Regions from separate parts of the Gossypium hirsutum genome. Here region 2 is linked to region 1. A link is a contact called in public Hi-C data. All regions are on one chromosome and are shown on one strand. The core of a region is the stretch at or near the end of the contact, and the rest is flanking DNA. Distances in the headings are between cores, read along the strand shown. Region 1 holds the start of LOC107952709 (probable glucan endo-1,3-beta-glucosidase A6). Region 2 holds the start of LOC107952710 (40S ribosomal protein S8).

What was found. Hi-C and Micro-C count contacts between places; a contact is called where the count stands out from the background.
Region 2: a contact with region 1 is called in a Hi-C map of leaf, with 4 times the contacts expected there. The contact joins the promoter of LOC107952710 here to the promoter of LOC107952709 in region 1. A contact is called at or near these places in 11 of 34 Hi-C or Micro-C datasets (callus, cotyledon, fibers and 2 more).

The regions. Positions count from the first base shown.
Region 1 is chrA07:48,425,676-48,428,929 of Gossypium_hirsutum_v2.1, reverse strand. It overlaps LOC107952709 (probable glucan endo-1,3-beta-glucosidase A6), which reads right to left and starts at 1,526. Exons shown (of 3, transcript XM_016887870.2): 1 at 1,228-1,526; 2 at 1-1,109. The coding sequence starts at 1,285.
Region 2 is chrA07:48,636,693-48,639,946 of Gossypium_hirsutum_v2.1, reverse strand. LOC107952710 (40S ribosomal protein S8) reads right to left here and starts at 1,720. Exons shown (of 5, transcript XM_016887872.2): 1 at 1,513-1,720; 2 at 1,324-1,396; 3 at 260-590. The coding sequence starts at 1,516.

The DNA.
Region 1 (3,254 bases), core at 277-2,776:
TGAACCCAACTCGCTCGCATTGACTCCTCTAGCCGCCACGCACCAAATCTTCCCCTTATACGGCTCGTTGTTTGTTGGCTTCGGCAACGGCTCGTACGCCGAATCCGGTGTCTTCCCACTCAAATCGATCGCATACACGTTGGACCCATTTGGATATAATAACCCGAAATGCCGCTCTGTTCCCGGACCTGGCTTCTGGTTCTCATTATAAAGAGCGAATATGAAAGACGGTAGAACCCGTCCCGGTCGGGCCGGAGTTCCAACTGGAGGCTTGGCAGTTAGTTTCTTGATAACATTTCTGTTGTAAGTAGCGGCATTGTAAATGTTGGCTCCTATTTGATCGATATCGCCGGCATTGGGCCAACCTGTTTCCGCTATCCAGATCCGAACATCCGGATACCCGAGTTTTTCCATTGCGAAAATAACGGAGTCAACCATCTGGTCAAACAAATTACTGTAGGTTAGATTGGAAACCGGGTCGGTGTATTTTATCGTTCGGGATTCGAAAAGCGCGTAATCGAGGTTAATGTTATTGGAGTCGGTGAACCAAGGGAAATAAGGGTAAACATCGAGGAAATAGAAAGACTTGGTCCGGCTTAAAAACTGCAACATTGGTTTAACTATCGGATAGGCTATGTCAGACCGGAACGTGCCGTTGGATGGTGGAAATGATGATTCCAGGACATCCATTGCCATTGAGGTGCCAACTTTGATTTTGTTGAGCCTGTGGGTGTTTAAGGCATTTTTTATTTTACGCATGGCTGGTACGATGCTGTACCAAATTTCTTTGGGGGAACTGCTGATGACTTCGTTGCCGACGAGGAAGTATCGGATTTTGACTTTGGGATAAAAAGGGAGAACGTTGGATTGAATCCAAGAATCAGCTAGTTTTTGGTTTGTGGAGATGTTGGTTAAGTGTTGGTTTGGGACCATGATCGAGACTTGAAGATCTGTGCCTCTGAGAGCATTAAGGATGTCGGGATTTGCATCGTAGATTTTGACGCGTTTAGCTCCAATGGATTGGATTAGCTTAACTGACTTTTCCGGAGATGGTAGATTGTCCCCAAGCTGACCGTAGTTTATTCCCACTTGGCTTGAGATCTCACCGCCTGAAAACCAAAGATCAAAACAACCAAAAAACCAGATGAAGGAAGATACATTAGAGTCCCCCACAAAAAAAATGTAAAAATGAGTGTTCCATTTTGGGCGTTTAGAGAGAGCTCTTACTGGAAATGGAGAGGAAAAGAAAGTGAAAAAAGAGAGAAAGAAGACCCATCTTCAACATCGTCGATCAGAAGCTTGTTCCTGAGGATTTTCTGTTGGCTAAAAATCTGGTAAACGATAGCCGCCTTGTTAAAATAATGAGGGAGTTGGGGACAGTAACATATCAGAGAAAAGAAGGTCAAGGAAAGAAAGATTCCATCGTTGATCAGTGTGTTGTATGAAATTATATGCAACCAATTTAATTAGGACGGGGTAGTGGACATTTGTATACGAATTTTGAATGATTTTCTTGAAAGATGAAATTATTATTGTTAGTGAGGTTTTATTTTAAGATTATTTTTAATCTGAATAAGATTATATTCAGATGAGAGATAGGATAAATAATTTCTTCAGTTAAAGGTACTTCTAAACCAATTAAGAATCGAAATTATATAACAATTCAAATACATATTAATTAATCAAATTATAAGTTATTATTAATTATTAATTATTGTTATTTGTTATTAATATTAAGTAATTAATAATATTTATATTAATATATTTCAATTTAGAAATCTATATTTGTATATTATATTCTATCTATTATTATACTATTCTTATAATATTATTATATATATTATTACTATTTGATTTAAATATTATTTAAATTGTTATTTTTATTTAGTTATTATTTAGATTTAGTATATTTAGAATTTATTATTTAATTTAATTTAAATAGAAAATTTAATAATTTAGAATTTATTTTTTATTATGATTTTGATTTTATTATTTTATTTTCATTCATATTTCAAATTCTATTTATTTCATTCAAGTTACATTACAGATTACAGAAGTTTGACTGATCCCCCATCTCTAATTTATTATTACGGTTATTATTATTTTCTTTTTGACAACTTATACTTTTATATCATTGAATGTGTTTCAAAATCTGAAAAATTCGTGAGAGGAGTCATTTTCATATCCAAAATGGATAGATTCAAGAAATAAGAGAATCAATGATACACACTAGAAAAACTAATCCAATCTATAAACATGTACTAGAAAATACAATTTTTTTTATTACTCAACCAACCAGAAGCAAATACAACAAGTACACCTACAACTCATGAATTAAGAATTCTCACAACAATCAAATCTACTTGATATAAATGAGGAGTTAATGAAACATTTTTGAAGAAATCTTTCAAAAAATTATCAACAAATCCAAAAGGTTCCTTATTAGACCATGGGATTTGATTTGCCAAATACATCATTATTTTGTATTCTTTCATATGTATGGCGCAACTCGATTCGTGTTTTTAAAATTTATATTTCGTTACTTTTTTTTAATCAAAATTCTAAATGCAAATGAAATAGAAAAATAATATAAAAAGGAAATAAATAAAATAGAAATATATTAATCATATAAAATAGATGAAAATATAAGATTATATAGAAAAAAGAAAATATTAATCCACTAAATGTAAGAGGAAATAAAAATGGTGTAAAAATATATTTATAGAAAATGTTATTTTATATATATTGGTTTTTATATGAATGGCAGATTTAAAAGGAAAGTGTAATATTTTGGTTATATTTCAAATTTTCTTCCATTTCATTATTCTATTTTTATTATGTAATTGCTTGGGTTTTTTTAATGTGATAATACAAAATTAATATTTAAATACGTAAATGGTATGTTAATACCATTATTTATTAAACTGTTATATTTTCAATAGTGTACACAAGTGAAGGGTTTGAAGGAGGCGACATCATAATTTTTTTTATTTAATCATGAAATCATAATTACCAAATGATATGTGTTAAATATATATTTAAAAGGTGGAGAGAGTAAAAAAGACGACACTAATATTCGGGTTATGAAAGAACTAGTAAGAAAAGAGGTCATATACGTCACTTAATAATAATAATAAATTTAAGGGGTATTTTATGGGGACTTATAATGCGACAAGTAGGGGTGGAAGATTGTCGGGTGGTGGCACCACTATTGTTCACTAACCGCCTGCGGCGGACAAGACCAATCGATCACG
Region 2 (3,254 bases), core at 471-2,970, 210 kb before region 1:
TCTTCTATACCAGTTTTGTAACAGGTATGGTTATGGACAAGACCAGAGAATGCTTTCATAGAATTACTGAATATGCAAAGACTACCCTTTCACAAATTGAATGCACTTTTCAAAGCCAAACTAAAAGACAAACAAACATCCCTACTGAAGAAATAAAAGAACAATATTTAAACAAACCCATGCAGGGTTTAAACAGTTGGAACTTAAACTGCAACCAATAATTTTGAGAAGAAAAAGGAATCATTTGAAATCTTCCTACCTCAGTAGCTTCCTTCTTAGCTGCTGTCTTCTTCTTCCTCCCAATATCAACACCATAGTGTTGAAGGTACCATTGCTTAAAGGGAGCAGCATCCACTTGAACAATAGCACTCTTTACGAGGGTCTGTGTCCTGACAAGCTCATTGTTTGAGGCATTATATACCACATCAAGAATACGGGTCTTGCGGGTGACGGCTTCGCTACCCCATGAATAGTTGCCTGTATCCAATCTCAATGCCCTCCACTTCACATTGCCTCCTCTAACACGGATTCTCCTTACAGTCTTGTTGCTAGAGAGCTTAGTATTTGCTGGCTGACGACCAAGTTCATACCTTTCAAAAGCCACCAAAAACATAAAAATTAGCAACTTAGATAAAAGCAAATCAACAAAATACAAACTGAATGAGACTATTCCCAAAAGAATTCAACCCTATGCACTCCCCAACAAACTCAAACAACAGACCTCTCAGTTCCACCTTCAAGAAAGAGGTCAAACATTAGACCCTCCATGATGACCATTGCAACACCCAAGACACGCACATAAACCTTCCATGTATAAACATATACCTGTATCAATTTGGAGTCCAATGTAACCTAAGGTCTATCTAATTACACCACACCCCTGAGAAAGGGCAAGCAACCCTGCCTAACACTATCATTTAGAAATAAATCTCATAAATTAGCTTATACAGCTCCTGAATGAAGACGCTCTTTACAGTTTCTAATAACGAACTGAACTTAAAGCTAACTCCATATTTCTTTTCTATACCCACTCAATCTATAATACCCATGATCAAAAACTTTTGAATGACCTAATACCCAAAACTAAAACAAATCTAACTAATTCAGCATTCAATATCCATAAGAAAGACCAAAAATTCCATCCATCTTATCTCATTTGCATAAAGTTTAAGGAAAGGGTATTCTCATTGTAATTCATTTAGCAGATTAACTTTTAAGAAAACAAGAACAAAAAAGAAACAAAAGAGAACAAATCGAGCAAAAACAAACGAAAATGTAAAAAAAGGAAAAAGGAAATGGGTAGAGAAGTTAAGAAGAAAATACTTTCGCTTCTTCCTCCAAGCCTTCTTCTTGCCACCAGTGGCACGCCTCTTGTGCATGGAATCCCTGGAAATACCTGAGTCAAAGATTAAAAAGAACTCATATTGAGGAGATGATAGTAAAGAGAAAATGAAGGCACAAGTTTTTAGAGTTAGGAAGTAAGAAAAGGAAGGAGGTAAAGATCGAAGTTACCCATGTTGGCTGAGCGGCGCAAAGAACTGTTTCAATTGCTCTCTTTCGTCTTACGCTCACAGCCACTGCACCAGCTAAAACCCTACCTCTGCCCGTTTTATATGCTGCGTTTCCATAAGTTGTAATTAAATGGATTTATTGTTGTGTTCGGTCCGGTCCGGTCCGGTCCTAGTCAATTTTTATTCTTTACAGGCTAAGATTCTACTTCTAGTCAAATTTATGCATGTATCGTATTAAATTATGATTTTCTTAGGCCAAATCACTGATATGGGTAAAAAGATACTGATATTAATTTATTTTAAAAAATTAAATAATGAATTTGAGCTCAATGTTTTAAATAAAAATAATTATTTTGAGAATCTTAATTTGATGATTTATATGAGACAAAATTCCGAGTTTCTTTTTAAGTTTTAGTTAATTAATGAAAAATTTAAAATAGTGAAATGATTTACAATAAAGCATTTGTACTATTGAAGAGAATTCAGTGAAAGCATTGTGAATAAGTAAATAGAACGTATCGGGAAAAGATAAAAAAAAATTTGTAGCAAATTTTGTAACACTAAGCTCAACAAAAGGTAGTATTTTGTAAGGTGGAGAAAAAGTAAGTCTGACTTGAATTAGAATGAGTAAATGTAACACTTCTTACCCGATTCAACAACTAATATATATAGGTGATGTCATGTTAACAATCTTTTTGTTTTTACAATTTTTTTTATAATACATCAATTTCACAACTTAATAAAATATCTTAAAACAATTTTAAACATATGCAAAGCTTTAAACACATTTTTAAAATAATTTGGATCATTTCCTAATTCCAAAACATAAAACTAGGTTTTGGAGCCTAAAATGATTAGAAACACAAGTTGTGCAAGTATAGTAGAGCAAGTCTTGATAGTTGGCTTGCAATTTCTTAACTATTGGCTTGCAAGTACCAATACCAAACCCCTAAGTATCAATACATGGGTGTAGAGGACCTAAAAATTAGTTTGAAAACACTTTATAACATCCCCAAACATCAAGAAATCATACCATTAAGTTCCAATTCATTTTAAAACATTACAAGCACTAATTTGAACACAAATTCATTTTAAAAATATAGTCAAATTAAATCAACGCCATAACTTATCTTGAAAATGTTAAAAGCATGATACATATAATGAAAACTTTTCAAAACTTACAAACTTAATATAAATACACTTAGTATATGTACATAATATTTCAAACTCTTTTAATAGGAATACAAAACTAAATTCTCTAAGTCCTTCAAACCTTACTCAAGAATGTGATCCTTCAAAGACATGATCTCTAGCTTCACAGAAAAAGGTCTTCCACCTACACATTTAAATCACTAGTGCGTTAAGCTCGAAAAACTTAGTGAGTACACTAAAATTTCTTACTTAACCATATATCATATTAATGCCAAGTCATTTTATGAATTATGGAGTTCAAAATTAATTTTGCTACTTACTAATGAGAATTTAGTCCCTTCACTTATTGATTCATTCACTAAGACTTAAGGAATACAATTACTGTTTCAATTAATTAACCACTTAACACACTTAAGGTGATTACCATTTGTTAGTTAGTTACTCACCTATTAAGTATTCACTTAGATTACCAAATCATTAGTTTCATTATTCATACTGTCGAAACCTCTTTTAAAATTGAGAGGGTATTTTGAAAATGGGAGTTGCCACCAACCTTTTTAGGTGTGATTGGATCACCTTATAAAATATTTT